Regions from separate parts of the Sus scrofa genome. Here region 1 is linked to region 2. A link is a contact called in public Hi-C data. All regions are on one chromosome and are shown on one strand. The core of a region is the stretch at or near the end of the contact, and the rest is flanking DNA. Distances in the headings are between cores, read along the strand shown.

What was found. A called contact is a pair of places that touch in the nucleus more often than the background predicts.
Region 1: a Hi-C map of liver shows a contact between it and region 2, with 2.6 times the contacts expected there. The contact joins two enhancer-like sites. A contact is called at or near these places in 6 of 47 Hi-C or Micro-C datasets (epiblast stem cells, fetal heart ventricle, heart right ventricle and 1 more).

What each region holds. Positions count from the first base shown.
Region 1 is chr15:111,094,603-111,101,635 of Sscrofa11.1, reverse strand. PLEKHM3 (pleckstrin homology domain-containing family M member 3) reads left to right here. Exons shown (of 8, transcript XM_021076249.1): 5 at 6,658-6,851. Among named protein-coding and RNA genes, the nearest start is that of PLEKHM3, 88 kb to the left of the region's middle. Within about 2 kb of position 3,760, at least 17 of the 83 cell types and tissues checked have an H3K27ac peak or open chromatin away from gene starts, as enhancers often do. A contact at or near this core is called in liver, where this site is marked.
Region 2 is chr15:110,993,338-111,000,166 of Sscrofa11.1, reverse strand. PLEKHM3 (pleckstrin homology domain-containing family M member 3) reads left to right here. Exons shown (of 8, transcript XM_021076249.1): 8 at 4,399-6,829. The coding sequence ends at 4,576. Among named protein-coding and RNA genes, the nearest start is that of FZD5, 76 kb to the right of the region's middle. Within about 2 kb of position 2,411, at least 26 of the 83 cell types and tissues checked have an H3K27ac peak or open chromatin away from gene starts, as enhancers often do. A contact at or near this core is called in liver, where this site is marked.

The sequences.
Region 1 (7,033 bases), core at 2,511-5,010, 100 kb before region 2:
CCACAGTGGCTGTTTTAGTAGAACCAAGAAGTTTTCTGGTTGGGATTGATCTTAGTAAAATTTTTGCCGTGATTTCTCATAATAGAAATGGGAAAAATACTGGAAGGAAACATTGCACCAAAGCAGTAAGTGGTTATTTTGCTGTGGTAAGGTTGTGGGTGATTTTTTTCCCCTCCGAATCTTTATTCTGCAGATTTTCAGTAAAGTGATTCTATTATTTTTCTTTTTATAAATTTTAACTGTCACGTAGCTCTATATATTATTTATATATATATGTATATATATATATATATATATATTCTATTTAAGAAAATATTAGGGGAGTTCTCTTGTGGTGCGGTGGGTTAAGAATCTGGCATTGTTGCTGCTGTGGCATGGTTTGGTCCTTGGCCCAGGAACTTCCACATGCAGCAAAAGAACTTACATTCAAAATGAAATTTAAAATTACTCACTGAATCACTGTCTATAACAGACAGATTGGAAAACAAAGTCCAGTCAAAAGGACAAGTTGCATAAATTGGGGTGTGTGTGTGTTTTTAATTCACGGAAGAATATGGAATGATTACCTAAAAAAAAAAAAAAAAGCCCAAGGAGAGTTTTATGATCTAAATGGAATGTTTTCTAAGAGCAACATTTATGCTCTATTGCCTGTTGCCATTTTTTGTATAAAAACAAAACAAACAAAAAACACATATATGGCCAATAAATAAATAAAATCATCTCGTGATCAAGAAAAAATTTTTAAAAAGAGAAAATATTAGGAATTAACCTCTTTTAATGCCTCAGAATTAGAAATATGATTGTTCTATCCTGTGATCAATAACTTCACCGTGGTGTAATGTGGTATGGGAGGCTATTTTTTTCTGTAAGGAAATTGCCTTGAACTGCTATACTTTTCTTCTTCTTTTTTAAACATAATATACTTTCACACAAGTTGAGATTTAAAAGTACAAAGGGCATATACACATTGATCATCCCCCACACCCTGTTTTTCCCACAGGCAACCAGATTACTCCTTCCAGAGATTTTACATGCATATATTTTTTTTCTTTATTTTATTTTGTTTTTACACAAAAAATGGCAATAGGCAATACAGCATATATGCTGCTCTTAGAAAACATTCTGTTTAGATCATACAATTCTTCCTTGGGCTTTTTTTTTTTTCATTTTTTTTATTACTCAAATGAATTTATCACATCTGTAGTTGTATAATGATCATAACAATCTGATTTCACAGGATTTCCATCCCAATCCTTGGGCTTTTTTAAACAGCTATTCTATATTCTGCCATGAATTTAACACACACACACACGCATACACGCAGCAATGTATCCAACTTGTCCTTTTGACTGGACTTTGTTTTTCCAATCTTTCTGTTATAGACAATGATTCAGTGAGTAACTTTATATTTCATATATAAAGTTTTGAATGTATATGAGTGAGACTCCCATCCATGACTGAGACTACTTGTCGGTGACTTCCTACGCCTGTGTACACCTGTGAGCTGGACAGGTGTTGCCGAGCTTGTATGCTCTACTTTACCCCTATCTTCTTGCACATGCCTTCCTTCCCTTTGCATCAGATGTCAGCTTTCACCTCCCTTGTCACTGTGCTGCCTCTAGCTGTGCTTCCCCTTTTCTACTTTATTAGCTCCAAATATGTCATGAATTTAGAAACAACCGAATTGTTAGAAGTGTGTGGTTCAGAGTCACAGCCTGAGCACTGTGAAGTTCTCATTCATCTGTTCAGCAGGTGTTTATTGAACACTTACTGTGTTCTAGGTGTTGGTGCATTGCCTTTGCCGAGTGAATTTCTCATGAAAGAGAAAGACAGAAAACACATTACAAATAAGGGACTTCTAGATAAATGAAGTGTTACTGGACTTTAGTTTTTGTTTTAGAGTTGAAATCAAATGGGAACCCACACACCAGTGTACCGCCTCCTTAAGTTATGGGTTCGTCCCACTCGCTTTCTGTCTGACTGGGGAGGAGGAAAGGACAGAACAGGGATGGGGATCACCTCTTTTAAAGAGTGATGAACAGAGAGTTTACGGTGGAGTTATTAAAATACAAACTGTGAGTGTGAACTCTACTAAAAAGCACAGAGCAGCGTATCCCGACACCCAGGTTTGGGCTCGAGTTCTGCCGCAAGATGACCACAGACAAGTCACTTGAGTTCTTTGTTCTCAGTTTTCTCTATTACGTGGAGGTCATGATGGAGACAGATGCCCCTTCCTCTGGTTGGTGATTGCGACCTTGGCCGAATTTCTTCTCCCACCACCCCTTCCACACGGGCTGCCTGTCTGTAGCCAGATAGGCTGGAAGTGACTGGCTTAAGCAGGTTTTCGTTAGTGCTCCAGGCCCAGAGCTTATGCTAACGTGCTGCACTTGGAACCACCGAGAGAAGAATGTGGCATGTGGCATATTTCTTGTCGACCTCAGAGTATCTTTTCTGTGTGACTGGTGTTCCTTGGAACACAGGTTGAGGAAAACTGAACTAGATTATCTGTACCAGTTCTTGTTATTCTAAGATTATGGTCTCCTCTGTGTTATTCTGATGCTTTTTCTTCCTTTAACAAAAACGAAAGTCCTCACGCCACATTCTCCTCCTTTTCAAATTGCTATCTATTGTCCCACATTCCCTTTGCCCCATTGTTTTATTACCCTGGGCTATTTTTGCGAGGGAACGTACCAGGACACTGTTCCAGAACCTCTTGGAATTACGCAAACCTCAACAACATTTGAGAATTTTGCTTTTAAGAGGTAGCTGTCACTAGCATGACAAAAGACATATTATGTTCAAATCTGTATTAGTGGTGCTTAATGTTCAAATCAATTGACAAATATATTTTCAGATACATCTATGTATCTAGCAGACTGATCACTACTAGTTTGTAGATAATTACAACCTGAGTAGGCTCTTTTCTCCAACTCCTCCTGAGAGAGAGATGGGGTAGGGAAACCTGGTTCTTCCTGGACCACCTGCTTCTCAACGCTCATGAATCACGCACCAGAGCCACTTCACAAACTGTGACAAAACCACGGTCACACACAGAATTGAGTTCTTATAGCTTACACCATTCTAAGTTAAAAGAGCTATGGAAAGAAACCGGTTTATGTAATAATACTAATGTTATTAATAAATATTAAATATTATTCAGTACAATACTAACAGGCCAGTAGGTTTGAAAAGTGAACTGTCAACCCTGTACAAATCGTGTCTAATGTGAATGGAGTGGGATCACGGAAAAGAATGCCAACCTAAACCATTCACTTTTTGAAAGGGAAGAATATTGGGCTTATCCATTGGCATCTATGAGCTGAGTTTTCATCTCAGAAACAGCACTGAGGCTTTGATGTTTTTCATACTTTGGTAGGCAAGAAGTACGATGGTAGCTCTTAGCTCTTCGGTAGAAGGTATTTGGTATTCAAATATAACTCATAAAATATTTTGGTTAATAAGAAAATTTCTCTCACATCAACTTTATCATTTAAGAATATCATTGGTTCCCTTCCCTGAGTAACTATATATTTTTTTAAAAAGCTTTTTTAATTACAGTTGAGTTTGAAAGTAGAATGCTCAGGCTAGTCTGGAGGGTCATTTCAAACTTATCCCTACTGATTGCCTATTTTGCAAAAATAGCCTTTAATATTTGCTGCACTTTGAGTTCTCTCAAAAATTCCCTCATCCATGTAGTGGATGGTTCTCAACCAGCGAGCATGTGCTCAGCCTCACTGCCCAAAATGGCTCAACAGGGCAGAGATTTATTTGTTCACATACTCAGGCAGCTGAGGTCACAATGGGCTGTGTATTCTTAACACTAGTTAATAACTTTGCCAAGCAGAGCCTTAGGCATTATTGAAACTAGCTGTTTTTGTTTTCAGTAATTTCAGCTTATGAATGCTGATGTGGGTAGCTGCCGGCCCATTTGCCTCGCTGCTTTTACCATCTCTGTAAAAGACTTTTTTTTTTTTTTTTTTTTTTCCCCATTCGGGCTTAAGCACCACCTGAAGAGAGAAGCCTTTTAAGGCCTGGGAGACTGGCCAGTGCCCTTTGTCCTGTTCACCTACTAAAAGGTAGCATTGTTAACCTAATTCAGCCGGGCCCTGGCTCAGTATAAACACTCCTCAATAGAGGCAGAAAGACTAATTGAATTGTACAATACATCATTCTTCAGCAACAGTTTCAAGTGGATTGTACTTCATTTTCCAGAACACCGTCCATTTTTTCCTCATTTAAGATATTTAAACATAGCAAATATTTAACCATGATAAACAAGATGTTTGAACCCAATTCTGTATTTCCTGGCTGAACTGTGAGCTACATGAGGACAGGGCCCTGCCTGTTGTGGTCTCCACTGAATGCCAGATGCCTGCTATAGTGTCTGCCATGTATGCACCTGCATCTGTAGACCTCAAAATGAGACATTATTTAGCCCTGTCAGCTGTTATTTCATCTGGTTAAATAGTCGAAGGTTTTGGCTAATTCTCTGTGCCTCTTTGTGAGCTGGATTTGCAGACTGTAAACTTCATTAACTCCTAACTCTTTAACTCTGCAGGATCCCAGAGCATCACACAACAGAACAGGTACCTCAGAAAAACTGCTTATAAATATAAGGGGGAAAAGTGACAGTTTTTTTTTTGGGCGGGGGTAGGGGGACACAGGCTACACCCATGGCATTCGGAAGTTCCCAGGCCAGGGATCAAACCCACACGCCCAAGAGTTCCCATTCTGGCTTAGAGGGTTAAGAACCCAACATAGTGTCTCCGAAGATGTGGGTTCGATCTCTGGCCTCCCTCAGTGGGTTAAAGATCTGGGATTGAAGCAAGCTGCAGCATAGGTCTCAGATACAGCTTGGATCCAGCATTGCTGTGGCGTAGGCCTGCAGCTCCGATTCAACCCCTAGCCCAGATGCCACAGGTGTGTCCATAAAAAGAAAAGAGGAAAAGAAAAAAACAAAACAAAATGAAAAAAAGCCCCGCACCGCAGCAACCCTAGCCACAGCAGTGTCAATGCCAGGTTCTTTGCCCACTGAGCCACGAGGGAACTCAAAAAAATGACTTTTATTAGAAGAAAACATTGATCCTTTTTTTTTTTTTGCATTTCTTTTATAAGCACTTTATACATATGAAAATATTGAATTTCATAAATGTGTTTTTAATCAACATACAATAGCCATACATTTAGTTATCACATGTACATACCAATAGGTTTTTGTGTTGTGTCTGCTTGTTGTACTCTCTTCTGTCCTGTCCTTGTCCACCAAGTGAATTTCTGTTTATCTTTCTAGATCTTGAGCCAGTGCCACCTGCTTTCCCAGGCCTGCCCTGGCTCCTAGCTCCCTTTTCTCCCCATTATGGTCGATGACTTCTTCCTTTAAGCTACAAGTGGACCTAACCCATATTCCTTTTGTGGTAAATGACAGGCTATGTGCTACATGTATTTTTAAAATTAATTGTCTATTATTCTCAAGTGAGTTCCATGAGGATAGGGAGTGTGTACTATTTATCTTAATACTCTTCTCAGAGTATGGAACATTGGATTTTTGTTTTTTTGGGTTTTTTTAAAATTTTTTTTTATAAGCAAAGTTGTTTGTTTTTGTTTCTGTTGGATTCCAGTCTTAGTCCCAGTTCTGGAGAGGTTTTGGTGGAAACTTAGTGGAGAAGTTTTGCCTTTCATAAATAGAAACTGAGCCAACTCTGCATATCACTTAGCCAGTCTATGTCCTCGGTATTGGTGAATTGTTTTATAAAGATCCCCAGATTATCTACAGATTGTGCATTATTTAAGCTGCATTGGGTTTCAACTATTTTTACTGATGACAATAACATTTTTAAATCAGCTTTCATATTCTTGATGTTTACTACCAGAAGGGGCTGTGAAGTTGGATGGATATATTGGCCAGAGTCGGCCCAAGCTCAGAGCTGTTCTAAAAGGAGCAACTCTTTTCTGTCCACTAAATTGTGTTTTAGCGTGTTTCTGTGCACATTGTTCTGCATATGATAGCCTTTTCTTTTGGGCGGGGAGAATAGATCCTTTTTATTCTTTTTGAATTTTGTAATATGTGCATGGTTTATCTATTTTTTTAAAGTGGCTACTCTTAGTAAGTGTTATGGAGTATATATACATATATATGCAATATATATAGTTTTTTCAATCAGCATTACTATTAAGAGTCTTAATGAATTCCTTTTGCTTTTTATTTTGAAATAATTATGGATTCATGGGAAGTTGCATAGATAATATAATACAGACCAGGGAGGTCCTGTGCATTTCTCACTCACTTTCTCCACTGTTTATATCTTAAATAATTATAGTACAATACTTAAAAAACCCCACACAAGCAGGAAATTTATATTGGTATGCTGGGCCCATGTAGTTCTGTGTCATTTTATCACAAGTGTAGATTTGTGTAATCACATAATCAACATACAGAATTAATAAATTCCTTTCAATGCCCAGGTTACTTTTACCAGTTGGGTTTCTGGAAGAGAGGAAGAAAAGGCACATTTTCTAATTTAGCTAAACTATGGGCTTTTTCATTGGGCTCTGTCCAGAACCTAGTATTACTCTGCTATTTAAGCTATGGTTCCTGGTTGGAGGAGGTGTAGAGAGTGGGTGACTGGACAGCACTAACTGAGAAAGTTTCTTTTGTAGGTGTCTAAGCAGGCCAAAGAGTTTCTGGAATACGTGTTCGAGGAGCCCCTGATCGACATCCAGCAGGAGAACCCCATGCTGTATGGACATGCTGAGCCGCTGGCCACTGTGGTGCGGCTGCGGCAACGGCTGAAATCGCTGCGAGCCTATTTGTTCAGCTGCCGGGCGGCGGTGGCCGAGGATCTGCGCCGCAGGTAAGAGTCATAAATGTCAGCAGGCTCCAGTTTGTTTTTCTTTCCCGCCCCAGGCGGGTAGTTAGATGATCTCCAAGGGCCTCTACAGCGCCAAGCGTCTCGAATTCTGTGGCTCTCCCTCTGGGCTCAACTTTGACTTTTTCCTCCAAGGTCCTCTATCCAGCTGAGCCAAGCACAGTGAA
Region 2 (6,829 bases), core at 1,162-3,661:
CAAATTCTGTATTAAAAATATGTATTTGTGAAAATGATATGAATAAATAAATTCACTATGGTAGACCTTACTGGCTGGTATAAGCATAAGCCAGCAGGGGACACTTGCAGATTCCACCTGGGGAGGGCGCTGTTTAAGTATTCCTTGCCCCCCACTCCCCCCCCCCCTGCATGATGCCTCGTCCAGATAGATTAGGTCAATGGATCTCAACTGGAAAGCTCTCCCTGCCTCCCCAGAGGACATTTGGCAGCCTCTGGAGGCTTTGCCAGGGGAGGAGCAGGAGGTTGCTACTGGCATCCGGTGGGTAGAGGCCAAGGATGCTACTGAACACCCCCAGTGCTGAGGACACCTCCCCCACAGCAAAGACCTGTCCATCCCAAACTGTCAGAGTGCCAAGAATGAGATCCCTGGATGCAGTGAAGCAATAAATGTTTTCAAGAAAAACATGGAAAAACCCATTGGGCAGCTTCCGTCCGTAGTAAACACATGTCCCTGAAGTTGCATCCTCTGTGACATGACATGGGCAAGGGAGGCCATGCGGTCTTCATTCTCCGTGGGTCACAGCAACAACCAAAAAAACAGTGACACTGCTGATTGCTGGGACTGGGTGACTCAGAAAGGAAGGTGCTGGCTTTCATTTGATTCTCAGGAACGCTGAAGCGACATTGCTCTTTTATTATCTGTGGCAATTTTCTGCACAGATGATTGCATTGCTAGATATGCCTTTATATAAAAAGCTGTGTTTGTTCAATCATATTTTAAATATAATCAGGAAATTTAGAAAACACTGAGAAGCCAGGGAAACTTTTTAAAGCAGAAGGTCCTTTTTAATAAAGTCCTATTCTGAAAGAGGAGCATACCTACATACTGCATTTTTAATGTAACTACTTTCTTTCTCCTGCACATGAAACATTTTTATTGCAGAGCTCTGTAATTCTTATATGGTTTCTCTTCCTCCTTCCCTTTCCTGCCCTTGTGCTTTTCCTTTAAAGAGAAAATCTTGAGGGATAATTAACAATGTAGTCTCTGAATTTGGGAACGTCATTGATTGATCAGTCTATCCATTATACAGATCAAAAGATGCCTGCTGGGTTACAGATTGTTAGAAAAAAATAGGACTTGGATCCATTTTGAAATCATTAATTTTTTATCTGGGGCTTTTTTTTTCCCAGTTATTGACCTTTGGCTAGAAAGAGCAGGTGCACTCCACTCCCCTATCACCCCATGGGTGTTTGTTGCACCAGAAATATCTGATAAGACTCAACCTCTTCACTCACGGTGGGTGGGAGGGGGGTATCAGCAGAGATAAGGGAGTGGTACCCAAGGAACCCAGCAGTTCTCTCCTTATCAATCACTGCCCTAGGGCAACATCCCTAGTGTATAAGTCACTGACTAACTCAGCAGGGCAAAGGGGCAGGAAGGAGGAAATTTAGTTGATAAAAAGTTACCATTAGTGTCACTTCAGGAATAGGAGGTTACAGAGGTGTGACCCCCTGGGGACAAAGCCACTGCCACTGGGGAGGAGCCAGCCAGACAAGGGAGCACTAGGATACCTGGTCTGACCTTCATCCTGGGGAAGCAGGGAGGGCGGAGGGCAGGGAGGCGCTCGAGATGACCCCACCGCACCTGCCCAGCTAGCACAGCTCCAGTGTCAAGAAGGCAGGTACTAGAGTCACCATGAGAGGTGGTATCACCCTCACCTGCTCTCCAGGGCCCCTGCCATTTGGACAGGCCTTCCACATACATCCGACCACTTTAGTCTCAGGTCCACAGTGAGCAGGAAGGAGGTCATTGTGAGCAGCGTTTTTCCAAGAAGAAGCCGGAGCACCTCGAATATACATAAAGTGCCCGAGGTCCCTCAAGGAGGGTTTGAGATTGGAACACAACTCTTCTCATACTCTGACCTGAAAGCCTGCTTTTCCCTCTGGCACACATTGCTCTCAGATGACTAGGCCTCACTACGAGCCTTGGCTGAGCTGTCAAGAGTCCTGGGTTCCAGTCCCAACTCTGTCTTTAACTCACCGTGTCCTCGTGAGACAATCCCTAGCCCCCTTAGCATCTCAGTTTCTTTTCTCTGGGATGCGGGGTTGTTCAGGATGTCCTCATGTCACCGTGGTGACATAGGTGAAATCAGGCTGCAGGGAAGACTCGCAGCTGCTTACCGTGGAAGGAGCTGTCTAAGCTGTGTTATTAAGCACTTACCACATGCCAGAAACTGTGCTAAACGCTTTATCCATGATCTCACTGGAGCCTCGCGACACCAGATGAGGTACATAAACTCGACTTAGCAGATAAGAAAGTTGAAGTTCAGGGAAATGAAGTAACTCGCTCAAGGTCACTGTCTTAGTCAGCCCAGGCTGTCATACAGAAATACCAGGGACTGGGTGGCTTAAACAGCAGGTATTTATTTCTCATAGGCCTGGAGGCCGGAAGTCCCAGATCAAGGTCCAGCAGGGCTTGGTTTCTGGCGAGAGGTCTCTTCCTGGCTTGCAGACAGCCGCCCTCCTGCCTCAGTCCTTACACAGCCCTTCCTCAGCATACACGCAGGGGAAGAAAAAGAGCACACTCTCTGTCGTCTCTTCTTAAAAGGACACCAGTCCTATCAGATCGGGGCTCATGCTTGAGCTTTCATTTAACCTTAATGACTTCCTGAGGGAGTTCTCGTTGTGGCTCAGCAGAAACGAACCTGACTAGTATCCATGAGGACATGGGTTTGATCCCTTGCCTCACTTGATGGATTAAGGACCCGGTGATGCCGCCAGCTGTGGTGTAGGTCACAGACACAGCTTGGATCTGGCGTCACTGTGGCTGTGCTGTAGGCCTGCGGCTGCAGCTCTGATTTGACCTCTAGCCTGGGAATTTCCATGTGCCATAGTTGTGGTCTTAAAAGCAAAAAAAAAAAAAAAAAAATTAAATAACTTCCTGAGGAGCCCGTGTCCAGACACAGAGACATTGAAGATTGGGGCTAAACAGAGGAATTGGGGGTGGGGGGCACACAGTTCAGTCCACAGCAGTCACACAGGCAGAAAGTGACTTGAAGGTGGGATCTGGGATCTGAAGTCAGGCCGTCTCACTCTGCCTGCCGTCCCAACCACCGTGCTATATTTGGCCCAGAGAGCTGATCTAGGAGTACTGACTGCTGGGTGCAGTGAAGCTTCTGTCTTTCGCTTTCTCAGCTGGTAGACACAGCCCTCCCCCAACACCAGTGTTTTTCCCTCTAAGTCACTACCTTCTCTCCTGGGTATGTGGGTGGGGGATGGGGAAAGACCCTCCCATGACCACACTTTCTGGATCCTGAATGATGCCAGTGGCACGTCAGTAACGGGCCAGGGAATGGTGCCCCCCAAACCATCTTAAACCCAGGACTGAACCTCAAGATACTCAAGAAAAGCAAAAGAGGAACAAGGCTGAGCCCACAGGACTGGTCCCTGTCTAGTGATCTTTGAGCCTGGTCTAGTGCAGGACCTTCCATGGATGTTGCTGGTTGAACAGGATCACGTGGGCCAGATTCCCTGGGCTCCTGGGATGAGGTCACAGTCTGTTGTCACTCATGTGTGGAAGGATGAGTACTTCATCCACATTGGCAAGCCACCCACTGGAGCAGCTATGGTTGTGCTTGTCAGTTACTCATTATTAAAGACTACAGTTGCAACAAGCTGTTTAGACTCCTGTACAGGCTTCCGCCAAGCCAGACAACAAACTAGTCATCCACCTGGAATGTCTCCTCTCTATAAATTACAATATCTGTGTGTTGTTTTTTTTCTTTAAAAAAAAAAAAAGTTCTCTTCCCCACGCTCTTGGCGGGGGCGGGGGGCGGTGTCCTCATTTTTAAAAAACCTCAGAAGAACAGTAGACCACAGGCTCTCATTCAGAAAGTGAGTGTGTGTCCTTTTACTTTTCCAAATTGTGGAATAAAGGCAAGGAGTCATGGGCAACCTCTTGGCTCCTGTTAGCGGAAGTGGTGAGCCACCTTTTCGCAGCTGTAACTCAGGGCTGTCGCTGGTGTGGGGAGTGTTCTCACTTGGCAAGGCCCTTCACTCTTATTTTCTGTCTCTTCACCCACATCTCTTTCTCGGTGGAGAAAGGAAGCTTCTAGAGCTCTGTCCATTGTCACCATGTTCACAGAGTGGCTGGTTGACCATTGACTCCCCTCCACCCAGAGGCCATAAGCCTCTGCACAGCTAGTTCTCATCAGGAGAGGAAAAAAAAAAAAAAAAAAAGTTTTTCAAGTGAAATTCAACCTTGAGCATTTTGGAAAAGGGAAGAGCCCACTTCTGTGAGTCATGTCTCTTCCCAGGGGCAGGGCGTCCGGAACAAAAGGTTGTGGCCTCAGCTGCACCGAGGCCACTGGACGTCGGCATCCTGCCTCGCTCACCATGGCTGTGGTTGCTTTTGCAGGTGTGAGAGCTGCGGGGCCGTTTTCCACTCTGAATGCAAAGAAAAGTCTGTCCCCTGCCCGAGGTGTGTCCGCCGAGAGCTGCAGAAGAAGCAGAAGTCTTTCTGGCGGAGGCTGAACATGGACGAGAGCCTGGAGGAGGCTTGCAACATGTTCGAGCTGTCCTACCAGAACACCTGACTCGGCCGGAGCCCGAGGCCCAGGATTGACCTCTCAGCCATCCATCAGCCCCAGTGGCTTCCTAACTAGCCAGTTAGATCCCTCCCGAGGACGAGTACGCCCCGTCTTCAGCTAGCTATACAAGTATATTTATATAAGTACACATACCTACACGTCCTGTATGTATGTCCTGTATTCATCATTGTCCAAAAGGTCCATGGAGCTTTGTGGCTCAAAAAAATTAGTAATAGCTGAATTACACTTAGCCATGAATTTCAGCTGCTTGCTCCCGAGCAAAACGTGGTTTACACACGAGGCTTTAGAGTTTGTTTTGTTTTGCTTTGTTTTTTGGCTCTCAGGGGCCATTGATTACACAGGGCCCAGGAGAAAGCATTTCCTACAGAAAACAGTGCTTTGTGTTATTTTTGTGTTATTTATTTTTAGCCTTTACAGAGGATGAGGAACTGAGGCGAGCACCCATCATCATTTGTCATAAGAAAATCTTCAAAATACAGCAATGACTCCTGGATGCGTCCAGGCCCCAGTGTCCCTGGCTCTCACGTGCTCCGTGTCTTTGCAGAGGCCAGGGTCACCTCATCAGGAGGGTGCGCGCCCTCTGACAGAATACATGTGTTCCTAATTTATTAGGGGAGCTAGTTCTGGCTTTAAAGGGGTTTTTCTTGAGAAGAGACCTCAGTGACCAATAACTGCATGTTGTCTGTCTGTCTGCTGGTACGAATCCCAACACCCACCCAGTGCTGTGACGCTCCCCCAGATTGGCCAGGTGGGAAAGAAACGCGGCTCTCTTAAGAGCCATCTTCCAGGAGTTTCGTGGGTGACAGTTACAGATTTTGTAACGGTGCTGGCCTGAGGAAATTGCCCAGGGTTGCTGGTAAATACATCAGCCTGTAGACCAGGGGAGGAAGGGGATGTCCCGAGTGCGTCCATTCCAAGAGACAGTCTGCAGTTTCTTTTCACGGCATCCTGTGTGGGCGATTCCCACCTATTCGTTATAAATGCTTTGTCATTGTTCTTCATTGCCCTTTCATCCTGACCTTTAATTTGTCAACGTAACCACGTCTGCCCTCATCTTTTTCATTGTTTTGGAAAATCAGAGGAACGCCAAACTTCAAAATAGCAACTTTAGACTCTTAAAATACCAAACTTACAAATGTAGTTAATAAATTAAATCTAATACTATTTAGATAAATATATGAACACATATGTAATGCCACCTTAAAGTGAAACAAAAAATGGTGAAAAAAAAAGAAAGAAATTTTGTAGGAATAAGAAATAGAATGAATTGCTTAGGCACTGGGCAGGGCAGTGCTTGTCCTCGGCAGCACCCGTTTATGAGCCAGCATAACTGTCACTGTGCTCAAAGTGGCAGGTAGGCTGGCACTGGAGATTGTGGCTCCCATTCCTTCCACCTTAACTCTTTGAGAACAGAAAAATAAGCTTATACTGAAACAATTCTCCCTCGTCTGTATGAGAAGATTCTGTATGCTGCCGCTGAGCAGATGCCTTCAATGCCTCCGTGGTTTCACTGCTGCTAAGACCTGGAGACTCGCTGGCTCACAAAATCCATGGCACATTTAACCCCTTTGCCCCTTTCCCCCCGACACCTGGCTCCCTCTAGACCCCAACTTGTGATGCTTCTGTCTGCTTAGAGACGGGACATCTCAGACTCACTTCTGTGCAGACTGTGAGATGTAAGCGTTTCACCTCCCAGCCGGTGCCGGTTCCTCTGGCCCCAGACCACACAGTTCAGCTTAAGAGCGCAGCACCACGCACACATGTGTTTTCCGATTGTACAGTAGCTGTCACCAGGACACAAAAACTTGTGAAAAGGCCGGGGCCCCCTTCATGAGGTACCTTTTCCTCTTAGAAAAACAGGTTGACTTCTCCCCCAACACACACACACACACACACACGCACGCACGCACACTTACTTTATAGAGACGGCATACAAAAGAAAAAGGATGGAAGATCTCAAATGAACACGTGGCAAACAGGCAAACACATTTGATCATCTCCCCTTTCCTCCTTCGCCCTCCCCCCGCAAAATACAGTATTTATATTTTCCAGCCTCAGAGAAGATAGCAGAACATGATCTTTCACGAGAGAATTATAGACCTGCTTATTATAAACCAGATGTGCGCCCATGGCAAAGTGCCTTTTCCCTCCACCCCCAGCTCCCTGTCACGGTAGCTCACCCCTGCCTGCTCGAGCACTGCTGCATCTGTGAGTCGGACCTCAGCGAGGCTGTCCCCA